2 separate regions of the Mus musculus genome follow, and region 2 is linked to region 1. Evidence: chromatin contacts called from public Hi-C data. All regions are on one chromosome and are shown on one strand. Each heading gives the region's core, a stretch centred on a gene start, on an enhancer-like site or on the middle of the called end of the contact. The rest is flanking DNA. Distances are from core to core; before and after follow the strand shown. Region 1 has its middle 89 kb from the start of Phactr1. Region 2 overlaps Phactr1 (phosphatase and actin regulator 1).

Region 1 (7,075 bases), core at 3,931-6,430:
CAGGCCTAAGGAATATCTGCAGACTCTTCTGGAAGTACTTTGTCGTTTGTAACTTGGTGGTAAGGGTTAAGAGATTTGCCTCCAACACAATGTCTTCTAAACACACACACACACACAATCACATATACAAACACACACACAAGCACGCACACATAAACACACACAAACACACACACACTAAAAACCCACCAAGACCCTTTCCATCATTCAGAATTTCCCTTTCAGCGTTTCTTCTTACAACCATTCTGACCCCAAGATGTCCTGAGAGCTCAAACATAGCCAGTTATATAAGCATGCCCAATACCTGCTTTTCAAAGCGTCATCTTCTCAAGTGTTCATTTTTTATTTCTTTTTATGCTTACTCATCCTCTATATTATTGAGAGCTCGCCTTATTTATCCTTAGTCGGCCCCCAGCTTAAGACGCTTCCGCTTCTCCTGTTGTCCATGTTTTCAGGCGAAGCTGAGGATGCGTGAGGCTGCTGCTTTCTCGCCATCAGATTTAATCACTGCAATTCCTACTCCGTATTTAAGACTGTAGTGATTGTCTTACAGCCTCCCACAGGAAGTGGTCTTAGTAAACAGCAAGTAGTGACTGACACACAATTGGACAGCTAATACATTTTTGTTGTTGTTGCTGTTCCTTTGAATGTTGCAGATCAAATCCCGAGCCTCATAGTTTTGCCTGTGCTAGACTATAGTGAATATGCTTGCTTACTTATAGGTTTGAAATATTTGTATATAAGGCAGATACAAAAGTATTCTTTTTATAAGGATTTGTGTATCTTTAATAAGTATAAGTATTTTGCCTACATGCAAATATGTCTACCACTTGCTTGCAGTACCTGCAGAGGACAGAAGAGGGCATCAACCCCCCCTAGAACTGGGGTTACAGGCAGTTGTGAGTCACCTTGTGGATGCAGAGAGCAGATCCCGGACCCCCTGCAAAAGCAAGGGGCCCTAACCACTGGGCCATCTCTCCAACCCCACAACCATATCTTGAACTAGAAAGAAATTAGTTCACAACACAAATTTATGAGTAACCTTTTGAGATGAATAGTCAAAGTTGTCATTCGTTAAAGCCATTTTTTTTAATTCCAGGGAAGTAATTAAACCAGACATAGTTTTCACTGGAAAATGCTTAAATCTGATTAGATGTATAATTCTGTTCCGTGGGGTTTAGTGGTAGATTTAGCTCCAAGGAACTTCAAAACTCTGAGGAGGATACCAGAGATGTCATTGTGCCTTGGAAACCTTGCAGCTGCTTGTGTTATGTGGCCTTTGCTCTACCTTCTCCCTTTTAAGTACCGGTGAATGGGTTCAAGGCCCTTTGTCCCTTGTCAATTGTTTAGCTCAGTAATTTGCTGCCACCTAGTGTCCTGGGTAAAGTGTCATTTTTGAAACTGACAGTAATGGAAAAAATGGTCCCAACTATCTAGAAACTATAGACTCTAAAAGGCCGGAACTCCGAGAGACATGGTAATAATGTCCACTGATGCGGTAGCATGATAGCCAAGCTTCATGAATGTGTGTCTTACAGTAGAAGGGAGTGAACTGGAAAACTTAGGGTTTCAAATCCAACTGAACCACTCATGTCTCTCCTCACACCTTTCCACACATCTTGGTTTCAATCCTCGTAAGCTAATGAAGAGAATTCTCCTAGTTCAGGCCTGATTGAATAGTTAAAACACTCACAAAATATCTGGTAGAATTTCAGAAGGGTTTACGTGGAATTGGGGTTACCATTTTCAGTGACTCTTTGGGATGGAGGGCCAGCCTATAGCCAACATTCCATCTGATTTTCTTTATGATTAGACTTCCTCCATTCTATGTTCCTATTTGTATGTATGCAGCTGCAGTTGGCCTTTGGAAGTCTGGTTCTTCCTAAGATCTAACAACAGTGAGCCTGTTCCACTCATAGCTCTTCTGAAGAATAGGTTTTATTTTGGGAAATGAACACCACGCTGTTACATAAAGTCTGATTGATAGGCATTGAGGTGGGCAGAAGTTATCAAAGTCTGAAAGTCAGGTGCTCGGAGGGGAAAGAATGTATTATCATTAATGAGGAAGGAGGATGGGCTTGTCTAGGCTGACTGAATGATGGGTTGGCAGTATCAGGCCCCGGCAGTTGTTCTTACACGCTGAGTCAGCATCCTGAAGACCTTAACTCTACTCAACCCTTCTCAGGATATGTAAGTACCGCTTGTCAAAAGGAGTCACCACCAGTCTCTGTCTGGCCACAAGCAAAGTCATTTCTGTTTATTCCCCAGATCTCACTCAACTAGAAAGCTAGATGGAGTGACTTCATCGAATCAACCAAAAGTGAGTCAAGGGGGTATAAATGAGGAGAAGCAAAGGGAAGGAAGGAAGCGAGGAAGGAAGGAAGGAAGGAAGGAAGGAAGGAAGGAAGGAAGGAAGGAAAAGGAAGGGAAGTGGAAGGGAGGAAGGAAGGTAGGAAAAGGGAGGGAGGGGAGGGAAAGGAAGGGAGGGAGATAGGGAGGGATGGAGAAATAAATAAAGGATAGAAGGAAAGGAAGCAGACATAAGGAAGGAAGAAAAGAAGAAAGATCAGGCTCAGTGTTATGTCCTCTCTAGTGTCTGTCTCCCTTCCTGTCTCTACTCTTACTCCCTTAATGATTTTACCATAATCTTACACTCACCCATTCTCCATTTCTGTCATGCACACATTTATTCCCCCACACGCACTTCTTTCACTTCTGCAAGAAGTATGCTATAGAATCACTCCCCCAACAGCAGAGCAATACTTGATCTCGGTAAGCCTCCACTTCTGAAACCAATGGGTCCTCGACAGACTTAACGATTTCTTGTAAATGTTCCTCACCTTTTCCCTTCATAACTATGGGCTTCCAGTGCTGGGTCCGTGATCAGGACAAACAAAACACGAATCTTCACTTCTATCATTCCGAACCCTGCTGTCTAAGCAGCTTCCTTTCTCAGAGTAGCCTCCAATACAAGCTGTACATTTTCGAGTTAGATGATTAAGTTTTAGGCTACATGGAAGAAGAGTAAATCATATACCAATTCTGATCTTGGTGGTTTTAAATTTGTGCCTATGTGTCTGATGGCACTCTTAACGAATTCATTCTTAATGAACAAAACTATAGATTAGCATTGACAAAAAATTTCCAAAGTGGAAAATCCTAATGTAGATTGCATGCACGTGTGGTTGAGCAGACCATCCTTAGTATTGCTAGGATTGTTTCCAGGGCCCCCACAAGTAAACAAATCACCCTGGTGTTCAATTCCCTCATATAGAACAACATGGTATCTTTGTAGAACATGAACTCCTGCATAATGGAAGCCATTGTTAACTTATAATGCACAATACCATGAGAACAGTATATATATATATATATATATATATATATATATATATATACACTCACACACATATATATGTGTTTGTATAGTCATGCTACATATATATACATATATAGTCATATATATATACACTCACACACATATATATGTGTTTGTATAGTCATGCTACATATATATACATATATAGTCATATATATATATATATATATATATATATATATATATATATATATCTTCAGCTATAGATAGACACGTACATATTAGCACACATGTGACAGATGTGAGGCCAGCGATATGAGTCTGTAATTAAATATTAAAGGCAATGAAAGTGTTTTTTTCCCTGAAAAAAGCACCTTGAATAAAATTTCCCTGTACAGAAATAGAGCTGACAATTTCTAAGACTTGTAACATACATTATGAATATAAAGTGTCTTTTTCTTCTAGTGTTTAAAACTACTGCTGACACTCTATTATATAAAGCAGGCTTCAAACATGTGTAAACCCTTCTTTATCAATATAACCAAAGGGTTTTTTTTTACACTTTTGTTTTTATCAATATAACCAGCAACACTCCTCAGATAGGACAGTGACTCTATTGAAGTGCTCTTGGTAGGACATTAAGAATAACCCTTTCTGTAAAGAAAAGATGAAAAGCAAAGTCCTTGAGCCCAGAGACGCACACATTCCAAGAGTATGAGGGAAGAGCCTTGAGTGGGGCTTGAGGAGAGCCGAGCGTGGGTACCGTGCTGCTGAGCTGTATCTGCGAGAATGGAAGAGGCAAAGAAGCCAAGGCATTATCACGTCTTCTGATATCCACATATAAAATTCACTTCCATGGTAATTTTGTAAAACTTTGAAAAGATTGTCAGTATTGTATGCTATCTGAAACAATGCAGGCTTTCTCTTCATACCTCTGACAGTCTCAGGTTGTAAATAAAACAGACTCAAAAGAGACAGATGCATACATCTAGGTTTTGGTCATGAAACTTGTTCATCTCAAGGCTGTCAGTCCCAAAAAACAAAAAACAAATTGTGAAAATGAACTGAACTAGGCGGTTTTCTTGTTTCCTAACAAGTCTGGCTTCTATGAACCTTCTCTTAGCCGCTTACTCTATGAGAACCCAAATACAGAAAAGGGAGGTGGCCTTTTAGCTCAGCTCTCCAATCAGGCTATCTATCTAAACCAAACTGAAAGTTACCTTGTGTCCTGTTTCACCCAAATGGGACATGGAAATTGAGCTAAACCTCCCACTGGAGGGAACAAGACTGGACCAGAATGACAAATTGTAAGCCCGTGACTCAAGGCTGACCATAGACCAACAACAGGAAATGTCCATGAGGCTTATCACGCTGCTTATGGAAAACCCTGCACTGGGACTTATTTACTCTTGACAATGGCTTACGTTCTGGAATTTCCTTCTTCTGTGCTACATTGTAGTGTGAGTGCCCTTGAACCAGTGGAGAAAGATAGAGGCTGAGTTGATAGACAATCCAAAGCATGAATCACCAGAGACTACTTGACTAGTTACATGGTAGCTAGTAAACTGCCATGCCCGCCAGTCCCCTGTTAGAAACTAGAGATAAAGTACAAAAGCACTCACGTTTAACCATGGCTCAGAGTCTTTGGGACTTAGGCGACAGCAGATAGAAATGGAATAAACAATTCTAGTGAGGATGCAAGTAGATAAAACCTAAGAGTCTGGCTATGTTAACACCTCCGGTAGTAAAGCCTTTCCCTGAGAGCCAACAGGTACCATACATAGCCAGGGAAGCCACATGATGGGGAACTGTGAAGTCTGAGACATCCGAAATAGACATCCTGCCACAGTCTGCCTCATTATGAAACATTCCCCAAACACACTTTCGTAATAGACTCTGTAAAAAGCAGTTCTCGTGGGGAAAGCACAGCTCTGCCAAACCTGCTTAAAATCAATTTTGTGAACTGCAAGGCAGTCTTGGCAAGTCCAACTTTCATCACCTATTTGGCACATACCGGACTAGCATATCTGGAGTAACATTTATTACTTTATCTAAATGCGGCCCTTGGGGTCTGGGAGATGGCTGCACTGGGAAAAATTAGCTAGGGACATATAGGAAAGGTCTTTTATGCTAATTTTTCATGTTCTTGCTATTGCTTCTCAAGTGTTGTTTTCTCCGAAGGGAGAGCTGAAGTGAGGTTCCTCTCCATCTGTTTTGGCAGAATCGAGGCATCTGTCAGGGCTGAGCCCACCTTTCCCTCAGCTGCGACTACACAGAGTGATGTCCCAGCATCTCATCCAACTGCATCACCACGTAGATTCACAGCTACACACCCAACAGGATAACTTCTCTAGACAATGTTTGCTACAGGGTAGGCAAGTTGATTGACGTTTTCAAATCTCTATTAGGCACCTTTCCGCGCATGTCATAGTATAAACATTAATTTCTCAGCTATCTTGCCCAAAGTTCCAAAATCACACAAAAAATAAAAAGGTGTTTATGATACCTCAAAAAGGGTTTTGGCAGTGGAGATAAAGGCAGCATATAAAGTTTCAATACATCAAAGAAAGGGAAAAAATATTTTGGGAGCCTATCAGTATTCTCTTTGATGGGGTTAGAAGTAGCAGTTGGGTAGGTAAATATTTCTTGGCTCAGACAGAATAAAATGTTTCTATAAAGGGGAGAAAAGTTAGGCTTAAGTAAAGTAAAAACCAAATATGACAGTCAAGAGTGTGGTTCAATAGTGGAGCACTTGGCTAGTACAAACAAGGGACCTAGGTTCAACTCCCAGCATCAGAAACAAGCTAGCTAACTAAACGGGAACAGCTCTGTACCAAAGCAATCTCTCTTAAAAGTGAATGGAAATATCATAGACTCAGAAAACAATGACATATACATATACATAATATACAGTCATTACAAACCACTAATTTTTTTTAAAAATGTGATAAATATGAGTGAACATTCTAAATAGACATATTTCCCAGAGAAGTACAGTAGCAACCTATAAGCACACTAAAGACTTAGCATCACTATCACCAGCCATAAGCCTTCGAAGACTACTCACAGCAATGCCCAAATTCAAAAGCTCTGATAATACCAAGTGTTGGCAAGGATACAGAGCACCAGAAACACACGGGCACTGCTGGCCATAGTGTGTATAGTAAGGCCCTTTGGAGAACTTACTTCCAGCAATTCCACTCCTACACAGTCTCATGTGCCACTCACTGAGAAAAGTACATCTTGATGACGCTGACACTGGGAAGACACCATAGAGAACATTTAGGCAGATGCAGACCATGTAGGTAGGGCAGGTATTCTATACAGTCTGTCCCTGCAATCAATCAAATAATACTCTGGACGAAGCCACTGACAGCAGCACACAAACCCTTATTTTATAGGAAACATGTGTTTTTCACAAGTCGCAGGATTACTCTCTAAAGTAGAAACAACATACAATCATAAACAAACAAACCATAAAATAGTCATTTTTAATCATTGCCAAATATCACTGTGTTGTGACGACATGCCCTGTGCCTTTATGTGGACAGTAGTTTATTTACACCAGTGTCACCACATACACACGAGGAAAGCCTTGCATGACAAAGGCATAATGGATACAAAGTCCCTAGAGGATAGGATAACAGCTGTTCCATTATAGTCTTAACATAATCAGCTGTTGCTCAACATGTCACCATATAATAAGTAACTATATTTAATCATAGAAAAGTTGTGCCATATATACACAAGAGTGTG
Region 2 (6,625 bases), core at 976-3,475, 230 kb after region 1:
TTATTACAATAGAAAAATCTTCTGAGGCTCCGTTTTCCAAGTACCCTGAAACTGCCGGGGCTGGGTTGGCGCTGGGCTGCCTGAGGTCTTGCAAGCATTTTCTCTCCTGCACCAGGACCACGGCCATCTTGCCACGGTCCTCACCGGCAACCGCTGTGCTCCTGCCCCCTGCATTTCCCAGATCCACCACCAGAGGGAGACTTTCACCTCTATTCGCCCAGCAACCTTGAAGTAACAGGTTTCACTTGGCGCACGCCTTTTTTTTTTTTTTTTTCCCATTTTTTATTAGGCATTTAGCTCATTTACATTTCCAATGCTATACCAAAAGTCCCCCATACCCACCTCCCCCCACTCCCCTACCCACCCACTCCCCCTTTTTGGCCCTGGCGTTCCCCTGTACTGGGGCATATAAAGTTTGCAAGTCCAATGGGCCTCTCTTTGCAGTGATGGCCGACTAGGCCATCTTTTGATACATATGCAGCTAGAGACAAGAGCTCCGGGGTACTGCTTAGTTCATATTGTTGTTCCACCTATAGGGCTGCAGTTCCCTTTAGTTCCTTGGGTGCTTTCTCTAGTTCCTCCATTGGGGGCCCTGTGGTCCATTCAATAGCTGACTGTGAGCATTCACTTCTGTGTTTGTTAGGCCCTGGCATAGTCTCACAAGAGACAGCTATATCTGGGTCCTTTCAGCAAAATCTTGCTAGTGTATGCAATGGTGTCAACGTTTGGAAGCTGATCATGGGATGGATCTCTGGATACAGCAATCACTAGATGGTCCATCCTTTCGTCACACTTCCAAATTTTGTCTCTGTAATTCCTTCCATGGGTGTTTTGTTTCCTATTCTAAGAAGGGGCAAAGTGTCCACACTTTGGTCTTTGTTCTCTTGAGTTTAATGTGTTTAGCAAATTGTATCTTATATCTTGGGTATCCTAAGTTTCTGGGCTAATATCCACTTATCAGTGAGTACATATTGTGAGAGTTCCTTTGTGATTGGGTTACCTCACTCAGGATTATGCCCTCCAGGTCCATCCATTTGGCTAGGAATTTCATAAATTCATTCTTTTTAATAGCTGAGTAGTACTCCATTGTGTAAATGTACCACATTTTCTGTATCCATTCCTCTGTTGAGGGGTATCTGGGTTCTTTCCAGCTTCTGGCTATTATAAATAAGGCTGCTATGAACATAGTGGAGCATTTGTCCTTCTTACCGGTTGGGGCATCTTCTGGATATATGCCCAGAAGAGGTATTGCTGGATCTTTCGGTAGTACTATGTCCAATTTTCTGAGGAACCGCCAGACTGATTTCCAGAGTGGTTGTACAAGCTTGCAATCCCACCAACAATGGAGGAGCGTTCCTCTTTCTCCACTTTAATCCCAGCACTTGGGAGGCAGAGACAGGTGGATTTCTGAGTTCGAAGTCAGCCTGGTCTACAAAGTGAGTTCCAGAACAGCCAGGGCTATACAGAGAAACCCTGTCTCGGAAAAAAAAAAAAAAAAAAAGAAAGAAAGAAAGAGAAAGAGAAAGAGAAAGAGAAAGAGAAAGAGAAAGAGAAAGAGAAAGAGGAGAAGGAGAAGGAGAAGGAGAAGGAGAAGGAGAAGGAGAAAGAGAAAGAGAAAGAAAGAGAAAGAAAGAGAAAGAGAAAGAGAAAGAGAATGAGAAAGAGAAAGAGAAAGAGAAAGAGAAAGAGAAAGAGAAAGAGAAAAAGAAAAAGAGGAAAAACCCCAGCCCTTGCCTTCATGCACGGGGTCATACTTGACCTATAACTTGATTCGTGCAATTTCTTGCCTCTCGCCAACCTCCCTTCTCATTACTTCCTCATCCCCAGGACAAACTTATTCCCTGTTAGAGGCCTTCCTTCACTGACTAGGGCGATCTTCCCCCAGAGGGAGAAAGAGAGAGAACTATCGAGCTAACACCTCCACTCCACTTCAGAAATCTGTAAGACCTCACCTTCAAAATGAGGCATATGTAAATCACTGGCTTTGAAAATTAAAACTACCCGCCATACTTTCAGTCCTTCAACCCCCTTTAGTTGTCTTTAATACCCTCTCCCCACACCCCGTAACCTCTTGGCTATTCCATGTTCTGGGGTTTATTTGTTTTCATTTAGTTTGGGTTGGCCTGTACTTGCAGGCTGCCATCTGCGGCAGTGGTACACAGACACACTGTGACTGTCATGCCAGGGTCGTGGGAGCATTCAGCTCCTCACACGAGGCATTTGTTTGTGCTGAGAACATCCAGAGTTCTCTTGGCAGCAGTTTTGAAATACACAGTGCCCTATTGTTAATCACAGCCAATCGTCCCTGCAAATGACGATCGGGTCACCTCTCCCTATCTGTGCAGCCAGAAAAGCCAGAGCTCACTCCCGTTCCCGACTGTAACTTGTGTATTATCCACTACCTGCCCCCCACCTCCCACTCCCTCACGAAGGCCTGATGGGACTGCCTATCTGCTGCTGCAGCCCAACTGCTGATAGTGATGTATGGCCCACACTGAGGCTCAGTTCTTTTTTTTCTTATGTGTAGCAGGGGAGGGGTGAGTACATGTGTACATGTGCATGCTCACGTATGCCTGCCCGCAGAGAGACGAGAGGTCAACCTCACAGTGTCTTCCTCTACCTCTCTTTGCCTTATGCTTCAACCGGCTTGTTCACTGAACCTGGCGCTCACTGCTTCAGCTAGACTGGCATCCTCCTGTCTCTGTGCCCCAGAGTTGGCGTTGCAGACCTGTGTGACTGAGCTGGTGTTTAGCGAAGGTGCTGAGTATCTGAACCTGCATACACACACACACACACACACACACACACACACACACACACACACACGCTTGCAGAGTAAGCGACGACCCCATTCACCCCACCCCCCACCTTCCAATACTATTTCTTGATGGCCGATAGAAACCCTATCTTCATTCCTTGAAATAAAAGCTCGAGAAGAATTTTTCTAAATCAGGCAGCTACGTCCTTGTTTTACCTGCTTTTCAAGGGAACCTTTAAAAAGATGTGTTTTGCACTTGGTCATCCATATTCATTGTAGTTCCCTTCTTCAAAGCCGGAAATTGGAAACAGCATAGACGTCCATCAACTGGAGAATGGAAAAAGGGGGCTCTTTTGACATATTCTTGTCTAACCTTTCACTCACCCTGCCTGAACAAGCCATTTGCCAGGCTCAGGACTCTCAGCTGCTCTAACAGCACATGGAACATGTGGGCGAGGGGTGGGGGTGAATAACGTGAGGAGTGTCATCCATTTTACAGGTCACATGATTGTTCAGCGAAACCGGAAGTTATTTAAAGCTTAAGCACCCTTTCTAGAACTTTGCATTTCATACTTTAGTACCATGCTTGGCTGCAGGGAACTGGAATGTCAGGCAGTTAAAACTCAGCTAGAAGCAGAGTCCAGGACCTTGAGAGGTGAAAGGGGTGTACATAGCTCCTCGCTGAGCCAGACAAGGCCCTGTGGCTCCAGCGGCTGTTTTATAACAGACAAACAGTGCAATGTGGGCTGAGAAACTAAAATCGGAGCGAGGCGGAGGAGGGACGAAGAGAGGAGGAGGGAGAGGGAGGATGCGTAGGGGGATAACAATGGCCACAGACTCTGCTGTCATCTCTCGGCATGCTTTTATCTGAGGTAGTGCACGTCTGCAGCCCCAGCACCCTGGAGACAAGGGCAGGGGGGAGTTCCAGTTCAAGGCCAGCCTGTGCTAAGTAACAGGGTTGTGGTTTTGTTTTCATGGGGCTTGAAGTTCATCCTCTCTCCGGACATCTGCAGAATCTCCACAAAAAATGAGCTGGGGTAATCACAGCAGAGGGGGCCAGAAGGTCACGGGCAGCAAAATAAATGCGTTGTAAGTGAACACTTAGTCTATAGGGGGGTTCCAGGCATGCAAGATGGCTCCGTGGAGAAGAGGGGACTTAAAAGTTGTATTGGGGGCCCCTTCCCAGGCCTCTCATGTAGCCTGTTGTACTTTTGAGCCACATGTTTGGGCACTTACTGTTTTCAGCCAATTCCTACGTGCCTTTCTCTTCACGCTGGCCAAAGCCCACGTGTTTTCTCCCATCCTTGCTCAGATACTCCCCTCTCTGGCCAAACAGCTCAGGGCCTCCCCTCCCAGGAAGATGGCTAGAGGACTCCCATGAGCCTCCAGACTCACCAAACCAGTCCCGACGTTCAAGGCAAAGAACATTCTAGAACCCCAATTATATCTACTTGAGACCAGTGGCACCCTTCACCTGACAGGCACAAGAGAAGATGCCTCCGGGTAACAATAACATATCTACCCAATTTGCTCGCCTGAGTGGTAGCCTACAGGGCAAAGGGATACATTCCTGTAGAAGCCTCCACACCCCGCTCACCTTTTAAGCTCTACCGCCATCTCGTGGCTGGCTTTGGTATTGCATGTGAACAACTGCGTTCACTTCTAACAGCCCCTACAAATTGCTAATTTCTTTCAGTGAGTACTTCCCGGGGGCCCTAAAACTGCAAACACGTGCAATTAGAAAGCAAGGTGATAAAGCTACACAGTAAGAAAAGCCTCTGGCTGTTATTTCAACTACTACACTTCAAACCTGAGAAAGAAGATGAGCCGTTTGCTGCCATGTAGCCAGAGGCTTCAAGTTTTTGCATTGTTCATTAACCTTTTTGCCAGGCCATGTTGTCACCGCAAAGTTCTTCTGTCTGGGAAGTAACCAGGTACTATTTCTTTGAGTGTTACCCCAGAGGAATTCAGCTTCCTCTTGTTCTCAAATGCTTTTCTATCTTCAGACAGGGTCTTTCTCTGGATAGTAAGCTGGCCTCCTACTCACCATGAGGCCCAAGCTGTCCTGCAGAGTCTTGGTCTGCCTGCCTCAGTCTCTCTAATGCTGGGATTGCAGACGTGACCCTCCACATCACCTTCTGGTGAGGTCGCCCTCCTCACCTAAACCTCTCTGAAAACATCCTCACAGGCATGCCCAGAGATGTGTCTCCTGGATGATTCCAAGTGACACACCAAGTTGTCAATGGAAACTAAGGGTCAGTGCTAGTAAAGTGGGTGTTGAAGATTTGCTGGCATCTATAGATTCGGCACTCACTACAGGCCTTAGGACATATTCCCACGGTGAAGGAAGTTGACTGGAATTCTAACATGAAGCTAGGGCTGAGAATCTGATGATCCACAGGGCTCATGCCAGGGAGATCTCACTAGTGTTCTGTGCATAGCTCCAGATGGACAGACAGACAGACAGAGTCGTGTGTACCACTGCACCTCAGAGCAGGGCTGGAAGCTCTGTGTCCTGGTGCAGCTTATAGCCATCACACTGACTTAGGGATTAGCAACAGAAGCCCTGCAAGTATCGGTAATTTATTGGATGTCACGTAACACTTCTTGTATAAGCTATAACCCTGAATTCAGGAGATATAACGACTACTCGCTGTTAGCAGACATCGTCTGTACTACTCAACATGAGCATGAATGGGCTTCAATAGGAGGGTAGGTGTGGAGAAGCATCTTGTCTTAGATTCTTTAGAAATGGGCCATGTGTTCCTTCAACTGTTGGCTTAGCCTGGTTGCTGCTAAATCCTTGCTTGTGTTTCTCAGATTTTCAATAACAAGGCACACAGATCGCTCACTCCCTCCTGACGCCCAAGGACAAATTAAATATTTCTCATGGGACCAAACTGCCAGGCAGCCCTGTGGAGTGGAAAGAGGCATAGGAGAGCTGGGTGTAATCCCAGTTCCTGAGAGACGGTGGCTAAAAATAAAAGTCAACCGCGGAGAGGCACTCACTCTTCCGTGACCAAAACACTTCTAGATGATTTCTTGGGGGAACTAAAATATCTCTTTTTAAAGAAAAAAAATAAAACATCATGAACCAGCGTCTCCTTGTCTTGCTGATTTTGATCTGGACACTTCTCTTGCCTTGTAAGCGCCATTTCTGTCCTTTGTATTTATCTAGTTATTTATTTCAAAGGTTGGGAGGTCTCTCTGGAGGATGAGAAAGTTAGCTCTCCATCTCCAGTGGGCTACGGATGCTGCTGTTCTAAGAGTACCTTCTTGGTGGTGATGCTAAAGGTCCCAGTCCTCACTTGTGGTGATTTGAATGAAAATAGCGCCAAACAGGCTGGAGGGGCCAAGAGTTCTACACTTGACTCAGCAGCAGGCAGCAGGAAGAAAGAGTGACACTCTTTAAATAAGCTCACAGGGAGTGGCACTATTGGGAGGTGTGGCCTTATTGGAGTAGGTGTGGCCTTGTTGGAGGAAGTGTGTCACAAGGGGGCAGGCTTTAACATTTCAGATGCTCAAGCCAGGCCCAGTGTCACTCTCTCTTCCTACTGCCTGCTGATTCAGATGTAAAACTCTCAGCTCCTCTGGCACCATGTCTGCCTGGATGCTGCCATGCTTCCTGCCATGATGATAATGGACTGTAGACTTCTGAACCTGCAAGCCAGCCAGAATTAAATGCTTTCCTTTATAAGAGTTGCTATGTTCCTGGTGTCTCTTCACAACAGAAACTCTAAGGCACCCTTGTTAATCAGTTCGTGCAGCATCCCACCTTAATCCACAGGCAGACCTGGGGAAGTTCTCCAGGCAGGATGGTGCCGTGCATTCTCTCAGAAGAAGCCACTTCTGAAAAGGACACAATTG

What was found. Hi-C and Micro-C count contacts between places; a contact is called where the count stands out from the background.
Region 2: a Hi-C map of Sertoli cells shows a contact between it and region 1, with 7 times the contacts expected there. The contact joins two enhancer-like sites. A contact is called at or near these places in 5 of 484 Hi-C or Micro-C datasets (the HL-1 cell line, Sertoli cells, cortical neurons and 1 more), 2 of 115 datasets of contacts at active chromatin or transcription factors (embryonic basal ganglia and embryonic stem cells) and 1 of 9 other capture datasets (embryonic stem cells).

What each region holds. Positions count from the first base shown.
Region 1 is chr13:42,588,456-42,595,530 of GRCm38.p6, forward strand. No RefSeq gene overlaps it. Among named protein-coding and RNA genes, the nearest start is that of Phactr1, 89 kb to the right of the region's middle. Within about 2 kb of position 5,181, at least 18 of the 459 cell types and tissues checked have an H3K27ac peak or open chromatin away from gene starts, as enhancers often do. A contact at or near this core is called in Sertoli cells and cortical neurons, where this site is marked.
Region 2 is chr13:42,818,401-42,825,025 of GRCm38.p6, forward strand. All of the region lies in intron 3 of Phactr1 (phosphatase and actin regulator 1), which reads left to right. Among named protein-coding and RNA genes, the nearest start is that of Phactr1, 140 kb to the left of the region's middle. Within about 2 kb of position 2,226, at least 54 of the 459 cell types and tissues checked have an H3K27ac peak or open chromatin away from gene starts, as enhancers often do. A contact at or near this core is called in Sertoli cells and cortical neurons, where this site is marked.